Linked DNA regions of Sus scrofa: regions 1, 3 and 4 are each linked to region 2. Evidence: chromatin contacts called from public HiChIP or PLAC-seq and promoter capture Hi-C data. All regions are on one chromosome and are shown on one strand. Each heading gives the region's core, a stretch centred on a gene start, on an enhancer-like site or on the middle of the called end of the contact. The rest is flanking DNA. Distances are from core to core; before and after follow the strand shown. Region 1 holds the start of PORCN (protein-serine O-palmitoleoyltransferase porcupine). Region 2 holds the start of UXT (protein UXT). Region 3 holds the start of FTSJ1 (FtsJ RNA methyltransferase homolog 1 (E. coli)). Region 4 holds the start of RBM10 (RNA-binding protein 10).

Region 1 (3,500 bases), core at 906-3,405, 470 kb after region 2:
ACTAGTTCTTCGTCACACACATAAAAAGACTGGATGGAAACAATCAAGCCTGTGAAGCTCAGGGTTCTGCATAGTGATGATTTTCCAGGTTTAAATGCCAGGTCTTACAACCAAGGGAAATATTTCTGGTTTGTGCTGTGGGTCACTTGTTGACTCAACTATGTTTGAAAGCTGAGGGAAAAAAAGTAGAATGAAGCCAAATTTATAAAATTTATGGTCTGTATTCTGCTGTTAGGGAAAGGAATTAAGATTTGTGCATCTGACCTACGTAATTATTCTTTACAGTTGACTGTTGAACAACTAAAAGAGGGGTTAATCTGTGTATAATTCATAGTCAGCACTCCGTATCCACGGTTCCTGCACATCCAAGGATTCAACCAACCAAAGATGAACACTGCAGTGTTTATTATCAAAAAATATCCACCTATTGGAGTTCCTGTCGTGGCTCAGGGGTTAATGAATCTGACTAGGAACCATGAGGTTGCGGGTTCGATCCCTGGCCTCGCTCAGTGGGTTAAGGATCCAGCATTGCCGTGAGCTGTGGTATAGGTCGCAGACGGGGCTCGGATCCCGCATTGCTGTGGCCGTGGCATAGGCCGGAGGCTACAGCTCCGATTCAACCCCTAGCCTGGGAACCTCCATATGCCACACGAGCAGCCCTGGAAAAGGCAAAAAGACAAAAAAAAAAAAAAATCCACCTATCATCAGTGGATCTGTGCAGATCAAACCTTCAAAACTTCGCTGTTCAAGGGTCAACTGTAGATAGGTAGGTAGATGATAGGTAGATAGTCTTACTGTGTTAAAAGTTTTTCATTTGTCGTATATGAATATATATTAATTTATGAGTTAAAACCCCATTTAACTTCATGTTAAACTCCATTTAACTCCGTTTTTTTTGTTTGTTTGTTTGTTTTTTGGGTTTTTTTTGGCCACACCTGTGGCGTGTGGGAGTTCCTGGGCCAGGGATGGAACCTGCACCAGAGCATCGAGCCAGGCTGCTGCAGGGACAACATGGATCCTTAACCCACTGTGCCTCAAGGGAACTCCCATGTTAACATTTTTTCAAAGAGAGGAGACATACATTTTTGTTCAATTACCATTGGTATTTCCAAGCAAAGAACTGCTAATCCCATCCTTTTGTTTAACAGAAAGAGACACAGAAGCCCAGGGAGTGGGCATGGCTAGCCCAGCTCCACACAGGCAGGCATTAATCTCCTTACAACCTGTTTTCCTTAGCTCCTCAGGTCAGGGTGGGGTTCAACTTGACCTTGGCTTCCTTCTCCCCTCCACTTGATAGCTAAGTATGCAGTCCGTGCCCAAGAAATGCTCCTTTGGTAAAAAGCCCCTCACACCCTAAGGGCAGAGTGGAGTGTCCAGACACTGCAGGGTAAGGGAGGCTAGACAGCAAGTGCTGCATAAATCCTCAGAGTTGGCGCAGAGAGAGCCCAATATAAGCCATTGTTGGGAGATGCTGTAAGCGCTTTATACATACTCCCAATCGGTGCTCCCTACTAGCCTCCTGGTTCATAGGGAATACTCAATAGTTGCCAGGGTCACCCTCAATGCAGAGGTGAGTCCGGTGGAGAAGTTAGCAGGCAAATCAGTTCTCAACGACAAGCTAAGTGCGCACCAGAAGTCCCTATGGGGAAAGTACAGGCGCCTAATTCGTGCTCCTTGGTGACAGAGTCAGTACTTGTAAGTGTTTCTGGCCGATCCCTGGTGGCGGGGAGGGTTAGAAATTCCCATAGTTCCCTCAAAGGATGGGAACAGCGAGACATCGGTTTATTTTCCCATCCGTGAAACGGGGGCACCACAGTGTCACGAAGACGTGCGCGGGTGGGCAGTTTCGGGGGCGAGACGGCTGGGAGAGGGAGCGGGCTTCCCCTCCTCCCTCCCCCATCTTTCCCATCTCGGCTTCCAAGGATTAGGAATTTGGCGATCGGAGAGTGTGTTGCTGGACCGCCCGACACGACCCTTCAGGGACTGGCACACCAAGAGGTCGGAGAGGTGCGGGAGCCAACATTCCGCCCGCCGACGTCCTCCCGCGCCCCGCTCCCCTCAACCTCCCACTCCTCCTTCCCTCAATCCTCCCGCTCCCCTCCTCCTCCGTCCCCGCCCCGCTCCTGTCCTCTCATTGGCCGAGAGGGCCGGCCGGGCCTCCCCGGGATTTAAAGGGCCCGCTCTCCGCACCGCCCTGGGAGCCGCAGCTGGTCCCGGCCTTGCGGCCTGCGGGGGAGGCTGCCCGGAGGAGGCGGCGACAGTGGCGGCGGCGGCGGCGCGTCCCCGGCCCCCTGGACCGCAGCTTCCTTACTGCCAGGTAGGTCACCGGTAGTGCACGCGCGGCTCTCCCGCTCCCATCCCGAGCCGGCCTCCCCTTGCGGGTCTGCAGCGCGTGTGCTAGGGCCCCCTCTCCATCACCTTTCCGACTCCCCCTCCTGCTGTGTCCCTAACCACCACCTCCACCTCCCTGCAGCCCTTGGGCCTGGGCAGGGCTTTGTTGGCGGCCGGGAGAGGCCGGGTGGGGGTGGGATGGGGCGCGCGGGGGATACAGGACACCCCCCACATCCGTTCAAGGAGAGATGCACACGGCCCCCAAGTGTCACAGGATCTCCCTCTCTGCCCTCCACACAGAGTGACTCTACCTTGGAAACCAGGGAGCCCCCCAATTTGATATACGGGCCTAGAATGTACACCATTCAATCACCATCGGACCCGGACTGTTCCCAGCATACGAGAAATACAGGTCCTTCATTCACGGCAGGTCATGGGCTGTGTGTGTGCACCCAGGACACCTCACACACACACACACAGTTGGCAGCTCAGTCAACTTGGCACTCACACCCTCCCCCAGCCCCCTGGTACCCTATCTCTACAAGGGTTGGACAGCCCCAAACTGAAATCTGTGTACTCAAGCCCATTCCTTGAGCCTCCTCTGCCCCCATGGACATCCCAGCTAGCTCCCTCTGTGCCCCCTCTTTGGCAGGTCTATCCATCTGTCCATCCATCCGTGGGGGTCCGCAATGGCTACCTTCAGCCGCCAGGAATTTTTCCAGCAGCTGCTGCAGGGCTGTCTCCTGCCTACTGCCCAGCAGGGCCTTGACCAGATCTGGCTGCTCCTTGCCATCTGCCTCGCCTGCCGCCTCCTCTGGAGGCTTGGTAAGTGCCTGCCACCACACGGGCCACCACGCCAGGCCCTATCACACCTGCCACGTTCCATCCCTACCAAACCACACCTAATCCTGCCACATCTTGCCAAGCCAAGCCAGGCTCCAACACGTCCAGCCTACCACATCCCACCAGGCTAAACGCCCTTCCTTCCATATCACGTCTTACGACACCCAACCACCCCATGCTGCACCTCGCCAAGCCACATCCTGCCAACCACAATGCCACATCCTGCCAACCCAAGCCTTTTGGTATTCTTGGGTTCTGAGACTCCAGAAGGCTGAAGTTCTCGGAACTCGGGATCCTGAAATGTCTACATCCCAAGGTTATGATCC
Region 2 (3,046 bases), core at 467-2,966:
GTAGCAAATACTCAAAAAATATTTGCTGAATGAAGGAAAGGGGAAACTGAACCCTGTGGGCTCAGAGGGGGTGGGTAGACACTCACACCACTGTGTCAACGAAGAAGTTACAGCCCAAATCCACCTGCATATATAACTCCGAGTGATTAGTCTCCTGTGGGGCCAGGGAAAAAGAGGTAGGGGTCAGTGGTCAACTTTTAGGTCAGGTGACGAGTTTTGGTCTGGGGTCTCTCCTCTCTTCCCCCTCCTTTGCCCACATAAAGAAGGTATACCTAACCCTGGCATCTTTACCTGGAGTCGCTCAATGACATTTCTCAGCTGAAGGTATTTGGCCAGCTGTTCATATACCTTGTCACGATGGTCCAGCACCTTTCTGATGGGACAAGAGTAAAATGGTGACCAAGAGGAGGCCTGTCCCTCTTGAAATACCTCATATCATGACTCTCTGACACTCTCCTGTCACCATGCCCTAAAGAAGCAGTTTAGGACTCTGGGTCAGACTGCTTTGGTTTGAATGCAGGCTTTCCTTTTTACTAGCTGGGTGACTTTGGCAAGTGAGTAACCTCTTTGGGTCTCAATTTCCCTGTCTAATAAAACAGGGATGACAAATATTACCTCATAGAGTCATTAGGAAGATTAAATGAATGTTTACTATAAAGCATTTAGAACAGTGTCTGCCAAACAGGAAGCTTTATAAATGTGTTAGCTATTATTTATTAGTATTATTATTACACTCCCAAATGCCTTCCTCCAATCACACTCTCCCATTCTTACTCTAGAAATATCCTCCATCCCTTTTAGGATGCTCATAATCCTAGACCTGAACACTGTACTTCCTGCTCAGATTAATAATACCAGTAATTTTTCATACTCACTGACCCTCTAGTATCCAAGTTAAATCCTTTAGAACTGAACACATTGAAAACTCAAAACCATTGCATGACGAAGGTTCTGTTTATTTCCCCATTTCACAGATGAGGAAACTGAGGCACAGAAAGTCAAAGCGAGGTACAACGTATTCACATGGAAAGCGAAATGGCCAAGCCAGGATTCCAACCTGGAAACTCTGGCTTCAGAACTCTCGCTCTCAATCCTTAAGCGCCTTCAGAGGCCGCGCATGCGCCAGCACACTCTCCGCTAAGACCGCCCGGTCTCCACCCCCGTCGCACCCCGGACATCGCCCCTCCTTCCCGCTCGAAAGGCGCGCGGGGCCGGGCTCCGAATGCCTGGCCCACCAATCAGAAGGCTAGGCCCTTACTTCGAACGCCCCGCTCACCACGTGGACCGCGGCAAGCACCCCGCCCCCCTGTTCTGTCACTCACTGCAGGTCCCGCTGCAGCACGTCAGAGATGAAAGCCTCGTAGCGCAGCACTTTCTCCGCCGTGGCTTCCACTGCCCGCCGTTTAGGGGGCGTCGCCATGATGGGCTCCTGAGGAATGGGGAGGGGGAAGAGCACGTTGACCACTCAGTTTGGCCTCCAGCACAGTACAATTGCACCCTCTCAACGGTGGGAGTAGGATCGTCCGGCTCGTGCTGGGGGGGGGTGAGCTTTCTCCCCCTCCCAATTCAGGGTCTCCGTCACCCAGGGACACCCAAACGCGGCTGTTACCTGAGAGCCGCCGGCAAAAGGAGCGGCTGGTAAGAACCGCGGCTTCCGGGTGGCGCGGGTAAATGACGTCCGACGAGGGCGCTGGCCAACCAAACAACCAGGTGGGGTGGGGCAGTCGCGAGCGGAAGACTACACTGGGGAGAGGAGAAGGGCGGGGCTTTACAGAATCCGAAGAGATTACTGAAGGCTGCAGAGCGTGGGAACCCGGACGGCACGAGGAGCCTATGGGGACCGTACGTGGTTGGTAGGGGTAGGGTTTAATGGGATTTGGCGGTTTCTGGAGGAAGCGGGACGCACAGGTGGAGGTAGAGAGAGACCGAGTAAAGCGTTTAGTATTTAAGTCAGAGCTTTGGAAGCAGACCGGCAAGAATCGATTGCGGATCTGGTCTGTGAAAAGGAAAATACATCCCTGTATCCCCCTCGATTTGGACTTTCACACGGGAAGTTTGCGTTTGGCTCCCAGTAATGGGAATGAGTGTGAACATTAAAAAAAGTTTTTAGGAGTTCTTCTTGTGGCTCAGCGCGTTAGGAACCCGACTGGTATCCATGAGGATGCGGGTTGATTGCTGGCCTCGCTCGGTGGGTTAAGGATCCCGCATTGCTCTGGCTATGGTGTAGGTCGCAGACGCGGCTTGGATCTGGCATTGCTGTGGCTGTGGTGTAGGCCGACAGCTGCAGCTTAGATTGGACCCCTAGCCTGGGAACTTCCATATGCTGCAGGTGCGGCCCAAAAAAAAAAAAAAGAAAGAAAGAAAAAAAAGTTTTTAAACGGACACAAATTTTTCTAAAGTACACCTTTGACGACTCCAGCTCTGTGGCCCGCAATTCTGTGGCTTGAATCCTAGGGTTCAAGCAAAGATTGACAACGCATTACGTCTAAGCACATCATTTAATAGTGACGTCAAATGGAGGGTCGAAGCCCTCCGCCAGAGATAGGTAATATTTGGGGTTTTTTTCCTTTTTTAGGGCCGCATCCGCAGCATATAGAGGTTCCCAGCCTAGGGGTCCAATTAGAGCTGTTGCTGCCGGCCCACTCCAGAGCCACAGCAATGCCAGGTCGGAGCCGCGAATGCAACCTACACCACAGCTCAGAGCAATGCCTGATCCTTAACCCACTGAGTGAGGCCAGGGATCAAACCTGCAATCTCATGGTTCCTAGTCCAATTCGTTTCCGCTGTGCCACGAGGGGACTTCCCTGAGATAGGTAATCTTGTAGTTAGAAATAGTTCGTGTGTTTTTATTTAAATGTGTAGGCTTTTATTAATTTTTACATGCTCAAATTACTGGATAGATTTATTTCCCATGTTAGATGTTCGAATAATAGCATCTAACCCGGTAAGTCCAGGCCTGAGCCTGAAGGAGAACCCAGGTGCTGAATCCCCCAAATGTCATTCCCACCTGCACGGCCTAGAGTGCCCCCTCCAAATCAGGGAACTC
Region 3 (3,287 bases), core at 557-3,056, 430 kb after region 2:
TGGATACTAGTGGGATTCGTTTCCACTGCGCCACAAAGGGAACTCCCAGCACAGTTTTTTAGTAAGCACATGTATATAGATACTGGCAGTTACACACACACATCTATATATATCAGCATATACATTTTTTTTTTATCTTTTTGCCTTTTCTAGGGCCGCTCCTGTGGCATATGGAGGTTCCCAGGCTAGGGGTCCAATCAGAGCTGTAGCCACCGGCCTACGCCAGAGCCACAGCAACCGGGATCCGAGCTGGATCTGTGACCTACGCCACAGCTCACAGCAACGCCGGATTCTTAACCCACTGAGCAAGGCCAGGGATCGAACCCACAACCTCATGGTTCCTAGTCGGATTCGTTAACCACTGCGCCACGATGGGAACTCCATCATATACATTTATATAAGATGATGTGTGTATTTTATACATACACAATACAAAATGCATAACTATATTATCCATTTCCTTATGTTTACATATAATGGGATATTTGTTTACTAATATATAACATATACTAGTAAATATTAAACATCACTATATTTTTATATTATCACATAATAAATGGGATGTATGTTTATATAGCTAAGATAATAATATAAATACATATATATCCTCCTTTATCTCCTCTTCCTCATCTGGAAACTGGTTATAATTGCAGTAGTCATCTCATAATGGAGGTTGCAAGGGAAGGATTATGTTAATGGAAAGGGTTCAGTCGTGCACTGGAACCTACTGGTACCTATAAGTTTGCAGAGCTGCCTGTTCCGTTTTCAGGAATTCTGCAAACTGGTCGTTAAACACAGCTAGTATTTCAAATGAAGTGACATAAACTCACAATTAAATAAATTCGATTTTAAAAAGGTGATACTCAAAGTTCACCACTTCCTCGTTATTATTTTACTGTATTTCATGATGTCTGTGCTCCCGAGGTCATTTACCCCATTTTTAACTGTATGGTAGAAATAATACACAGTGGTGCACCACTGCAGCTCTTCCAGACCCTGGGTTCCGTGACTACACCTTGGTAAGTTGAAATTTGACAAGATGATAGTATGTAAAACCATGGAAACTGGCAAATGTTAGAGATCGGGGCTTCCTCTCCCTCTCCACCTAAAGAGCTGATTGTTAACCATTTACCAGCACACCACCGAAAGCACTCAGAAGAGTGCCTGGCACATGGGAAACTCTATAATAAATGTTTCCATTACTATATTTGCTTGTGCACTGGGTCGCGATGCAGTCTTTTTTTCTAGGTCTGACTTAAAAGTGTTTGAAGAACACAGAATTACAAAGAAGGACAGCGTGCTGCACTACACCTATTTAGATCTCCCAGTAACTCTCTGCGGAGTCTGTACTATTTATTATCCCTATTTTACAAATGGAGAAACCGAAGTCCTGAGACGGTAACAGTCAGGGGGCGCTATTAGTGAGAGGAAGTGGGATTTGAAATTGCAGGGGAGCAGCCTCACCGCGCTCGCGCACTTAATTAACGCACTTGCCTTCCTCTCTACTTCTCGACCCTGGCGGTAATTATACCTCCAGGCAGGCGAAAAGGGAATAGGTGCCGGCGTGCGCGTTGCATCTTGGGAAATGTAGTCCAAAGGCCCGAGGACCGCCATCTCCCAAGAAGGGAGGGGCGGAGAGTACGTTAATTTTCGCCTTGGAACAAAAGAACCGTTCCCCCTCCTCGCGACGTTTCGGCCACGCCGCGCGCGACTTCGGCGGCTTTGCTCGCGCCCATTGCATGCTGGGAACGGCAGTTCGCCAGACCGGCTACGTCGGCGCGAGATGACGGAATTCACGTGGTAAGTTCAGGTCCGGCCCTGGCTTCGCGCGACCCTCCGCGTTCCGCGATGACAGTCTTGCCACGCTCCGGTCGCCCTTAGGCATGCGCGAGAGACGTCCGGACCAACTAAGAACCCAAACTGAAGCCCTTGGATTTCTCACCGGTTTGCGCTCTCGCGCAAGCTCGGGCTGCTCGCGGACCGGCCTCCTTCGTCCGGCTTTTCCCTACGTAGAAAGTTTAAGGTAGGCCCTGGGGGGCGGAGGACTTGGGTCCCGGCCGAGACGGTTGAGGCACGCCTGCGCTGTCCGGCCGGTGAGGGAAGGGGGGAAGTTCGCTCTCGGCGGCGCTGCCGCTGCGTAGTCCGGGAAGCTGGCACCGGGGAGGCTCCAGACCCAAGGTTTGGATAAGGGGACCCACTCAGGCGGGGCGGGCTGGGGGCGGGCAGGGGTCCAAATACCGGTGGAGCCGCCTTGAAAGGGGTCTTGTAGTCCCAGTGGGGACTTGGGCTTTGAGGTAATGCGGAGGAGGGGCCGGGAGGTGTAGCCCGAGGGCCGTTGATGGGTGGGTGTCAGGGTTGGGTGGGCTGCGAGGGTGTGTTATTGGGGAATCACTGGGGGCTGATAGACGTGTTTTAGTCGATGTGATCATGGGGGCCAGTGGGGATGCATTCATTAATTCATGGGAGGATAGTACAGGGGCACCTTGAGGATAATGGGAAGCAGGTAGAAGTGTGATCCCTGAGGGACTGACGGAGGTAGCATATTCAGAGGATTAATGAAAAGCGATGGGGCATAGTAATTGGAAGGACAATTCAATTACTATGAGGCCGGGGAGGGAATAATAGAGGCCAATGAGGGTCATGATCAAGGAGCTAATGGGAGTTGTGATCAAAGAAGAGAGAATAAGAGGCCAAAGGAGTGTTGTAATCAAAAGATTTTAGTGGGTGATCATGGCATGGTCATTGAGGAATTAATGGGAACAGAGTGAGCAAAGAGAGCGTAATAGCTAAGAGTAAGTCGTTGGGTGTCCTCATCAAGTGATCATTAGGGGGGCATGGAAAGGTGGGCAGTGAGGAGAGAATGGGAGGCTTATGTATGATCAGGGCTTAATGTGAGTGTGGTAATGACAGTTGCTAGAGGCTGTGAAGGATCAGTGGGAGGACCAAGTGAATGGGGGCTGAGAAATCATAGTAATTGAGGGCTTAATGGGGAACTAATAGGCCATGGTCCTCCAGACATTAATGGGGGGGGGCGCGATATGGAGGTCGTGATAAAGGAATTATTGAGGACATAATCATTTCAGGAGAGAGATTAAGGAAATGGGGGGGGCGCAGTGAGGTAGTATGAGGATAACAGGGGTGAAAGCAAGGGATGAATGGGGGCTCGTAGGGCTCTGGGACTCTAGGGGCAGTGAGGACAGCCAGAGAGACTGTGAGATGTTATTGAGGATCAGGTGGGCAAAGAAGGGTCGATAGTGAGAGTTGCAGGGTTTAATTTGTGGTGTGTG
Region 4 (3,220 bases), core at 592-3,091, 410 kb before region 2:
ACCCGCATGTTCCAGAGGTCCACAATGGGGTCCTTGTCATAACCGTGGGAATCTGGGTTCTGAGGCAAAGAGAAGAAGAGGTCAATGAAGGCTTCCTGCCACTCCACAAAGCAGTATAACCCGATCTCCAATTTCACCTTGGACCAAGCTCCTCCCTCCCTTCCTAAATTCCTCTCTATTCTTAGGATTTGTCAAGCTCCTTCCCACCACAGGGCCTTTGCACTTGCTCTTTCCTCTGCTGGGAAAGCTTTTCCCGCCGACCTAGCTGTGGCTGGATCTGCCTCCTCAATCAAGGTTTTGGCTTCATCATCGCTCCCCTCAGGAGGCATTTCCTAGTCACCTTGTCTATTAAGTTGAGCTAGAGCAAACTGACATTTTTAACAGGTCAAAAATTATTGAATATTGGCAATTTCCTATGGCTCAAACTAATAAAATAACTCCCTACCCCAAGTCACTATCCATTCACTTATCTTGCTTAACAGTCTTTCTAGCATTTACTTGTTTGCCAAAGCAGTATAGCCCCCAAATCCTCTGATCACATTATCTTATATTATTGATTGCATACTTTATATCACTGGGTTTTTTTTCTTTTTTATCTTTTTGCCTTTTCTAGGGCCGCTCCCACGGCATGTGGAGGCTCCCAGGCTAGGGGTCCAATCAGAGCTGTAGCTGCTGGTCTACACCACAGCCACAGCAACTTGGGATCCGAGCCACGTCTTCGACCTACACCACAGCCCACAGCAACACCGGATCCTTAACCCACTGAGTAAGGCCAAGGATCGAACCTGCACCCTCATGGTTCCTAGTCGGATTCGTTAACCACTGAGCCACGACAGGAATTCCTCTATATCACTGTTTTCTAATATTCTATACATTTATTTTCCCTGTTCTCTGCTATCATGTATGCTCTGTGAAAGCAAGGGCTTTATCTAACTCCCATGTGGCTGAATCCCTAGCACCCTGAACTTAGCCTGGCACACAGCAGGCCTTCAATACATATTTACAGAATTAATATATAAATGAATAAGCATCCTACAGAGCCAAGCTCCTCAACCAAAGGTTAGTATTGATGAAGCATCTATCACGTGCCAGGCCTTTTCACAAGCACAAACTGCACAATATCCTGGTAAGGTGGAAAGTGGCAAGAATAATTAACAGCTTCTAATGGTGAGTACTTAATAAGTGCCAATTGCTGTTCTGAGCACTCTGACTCATTTAATTACACGAGGCAGGTGTAATATTTTATTTTTTAGAAAGTGTCCTAATACTTTCCCCATCTTTCAAAGAAACTGAAGCACCAAGGGGTTAAGCTACTCGCCCAAGGTCACATATGTAAGTAACTATCAGGGCCTGTATTCCAACTCAGGCATTCTGATTTCAGTCTCTGCTAACAGGATAGCACAGCAGACCTGATTCTGCCACACATTCAGTTAAGTGAGCTTGGAGGAGTCACTTAACACCTTCATGCTTCAGTTTCCTCATCTGCAGAATGGGTATATTAATAGTACCTACCTCGAAATAGGGCTGTTTTGAGGATTAAATAAGTTAATATTATAAAGTGTTTCGAACACCTGAGCAAGGACCGTATCAGTGTTTAATATTATTGCTGTTATGGTATACTGCTCATTTCAGGTTTGATATCTGTCTGGAAAATAAGGTCAGTCTCGCCTCTGGCCCTGAACCGAAGGTTATCAGGGGACAAAGGAGGAAAAGGAGCTAGAAAGAACTCCCAAATCTTTGAGGATTTTGCCAGCTGCGCAATCCTCAGCCGACTAAGTACGTCCTCTACGGCGCCCCGTCCGCAGGTCCCCGATTGACCCTTGCGGCGTCCCGTTTCCCCTCCCTCTCACCTTCTCATAGAGGTTTTCGTCCTCCGGATCTGGGTCCTCCTGCAAGCGTATAGTCGGTTCCGGCGGCCGCTTTCCCACCAGAGCGGACGGGGCGATCACAGCCCTGGAGGAGCCGGACTCCCAGCGAACACGGGCAGCCGGGAGCCCTCGCGTCGCCGCTGCTGCTAAAAGGCGGCGAGCGCACAAACCTAACACCCCGGCCGCCATGACAGCTCGTTCTGCAGGCTCGCGGGGGCGGGGACGGAAATGTGACTCTGCGCAGCTGCAGTTGGGCCTGAGCGCGAGAATTGTCGCTCCGCCCCCGCCGCACTAAATAGGTCCCGAGTTGGGATTTTGTTTTCAAACGTCCTCTTTCCCTCCCTCTGTCATGGCCTCACGGGAGCAACCAGCTTCCTATCTTCTCGGTCAGGCTGTGGAATTTCTGGCCGAAAAGGCTGCTTATTTTCTTGACGAGAAGAAAACGGTGACACTTGGGTGGATGCAGTCCCCAACCAATCTCGAGGAGAGTTCCCGTGCCCTTTGGCGAGAGGGGCGGAGCTTCCGCTGGTCTTTCATCTTCCTAGGAAGCCGAGCTTCTAAAAAGCGGGCCTCGCCGGATTGGCCAATAGCTACTCTTTTTCTCGACTTGCGGGCGTTCGCACGGGGAGCGGGGTGGTGGCATGCGCTTGCCAATCAGAGCAGGCCAGGGCTGGCCCACGAAGGACGGCGACCAATAGACGGGGCCGGCCAGAGCGCGCTCCCTTAGTAGGTGGATGGTGGTCGAAGCGCCGGCTCCCTTCTCGTCGTCGCCATTTTGTGCTGGTGATCGCGGCCGGCTGGGAGTAGGCGGCAGTGAGTTGCCCGGGGAGGGCAGCGCGCCTGGGCGCTCCTTCCCTCCCCAGTCCTCCGCCCTTCCGCATTCAGCCTCGGACTGGGTCGTTGCGCGGACCGGCTCCGGCTGAGCTGGGAGAGTTGGAGGAGGTGGCGGCGGGCCGAGGTGATGTCCGGGAGCCCTCCCTTGACAGCCCGGGCCGAGAAGGTGAGCGTCGACGCTGGTCGTGGGGGCGGAGGTAAGGGACCGGGGGCGGGGGTGGGGGGGGGAACGCGTAGAGGAGGCGCGAGGGCGAACTGCGGGCGGCAGGTTTGGGTTTTCGTGCAGAACCCCCGATGCTCACACGGTCTGTGCTCGGGAGGGGGTGTCTTTTTTTGTTGTTGTTTTTTGTTTTTCTCCTTTTGAGAGCAGAGGCGCGTGCGCGATTGGGACACAGGATGGGTGCACGCGGGTTGGGGGAAGGGAGGGACGGATGGGAGTGGGTTACTGTGGCTTAGTGTGTCTGCGACGCCGAACTTTATCCGTGGGAGGCGAGTGTCTGCGACTTTGGTTTTTATCT

The links. Promoter capture Hi-C pulls out the DNA fragments that hold promoters and counts their contacts. HiChIP or PLAC-seq counts read pairs in DNA pulled down with a chosen protein or histone mark.
Region 1: a promoter capture Hi-C map of fetal liver shows a contact between it and region 2, with 3 times the contacts expected there. The contact joins the promoter of PORCN here to the promoter of UXT in region 2. A contact is called at or near these places in 1 of 5 promoter capture datasets (fetal liver) and 1 of 47 Hi-C or Micro-C datasets (embryonic fibroblasts).
Region 3: a promoter capture Hi-C map of liver shows a contact between it and region 2, with 4 times the contacts expected there. The contact joins the promoter of FTSJ1 here to the promoter of UXT in region 2. A contact is called at or near these places in 1 of 5 promoter capture datasets (liver) and 2 of 47 Hi-C or Micro-C datasets (heart right ventricle and liver).
Region 4: an H3K27ac HiChIP or PLAC-seq map of alveolar macrophages shows a contact between it and region 2. The contact joins the promoter of RBM10 here to the promoter of UXT in region 2. A contact is called at or near these places in 1 of 5 promoter capture datasets (liver) and 1 of 2 datasets of contacts at active chromatin or transcription factors (alveolar macrophages).

What each region holds. Positions count from the first base shown.
Region 1 is chrX:42,651,541-42,655,040 of Sscrofa11.1, forward strand. PORCN (protein-serine O-palmitoleoyltransferase porcupine) reads left to right here and starts at 2,156. Exons shown (of 14, transcript XM_013990893.2): 1 at 2,156-2,317; 2 at 2,984-3,156. The coding sequence starts at 3,021.
Region 2 is chrX:42,182,415-42,185,460 of Sscrofa11.1, forward strand. It overlaps UXT (protein UXT), which reads right to left and starts at 1,717. Exons shown (of 7, transcript XM_003135055.5): 1 at 1,610-1,717; 2 at 1,323-1,429; 3 at 292-373; 4 at 87-154. The coding sequence starts at 1,420.
Region 3 is chrX:42,608,018-42,611,304 of Sscrofa11.1, forward strand. It overlaps FTSJ1 (FtsJ RNA methyltransferase homolog 1 (E. coli)), which reads left to right and starts at 1,807. Exons shown (of 13, transcript NM_001184755.1): 1 at 1,807-2,023.
Region 4 is chrX:41,771,391-41,774,610 of Sscrofa11.1, forward strand. It overlaps RBM10 (RNA-binding protein 10), which reads left to right and starts at 1,842. Exons shown (of 24, transcript XM_021080368.1): 1 at 1,842-2,868. It overlaps NDUFB11 (NADH dehydrogenase [ubiquinone] 1 beta subcomplex subunit 11, mitochondrial), which reads right to left and starts at 2,489. Exons shown (of 3, transcript XM_003135056.4): 1 at 1,851-2,489; 2 at 1-59. The coding sequence starts at 2,057.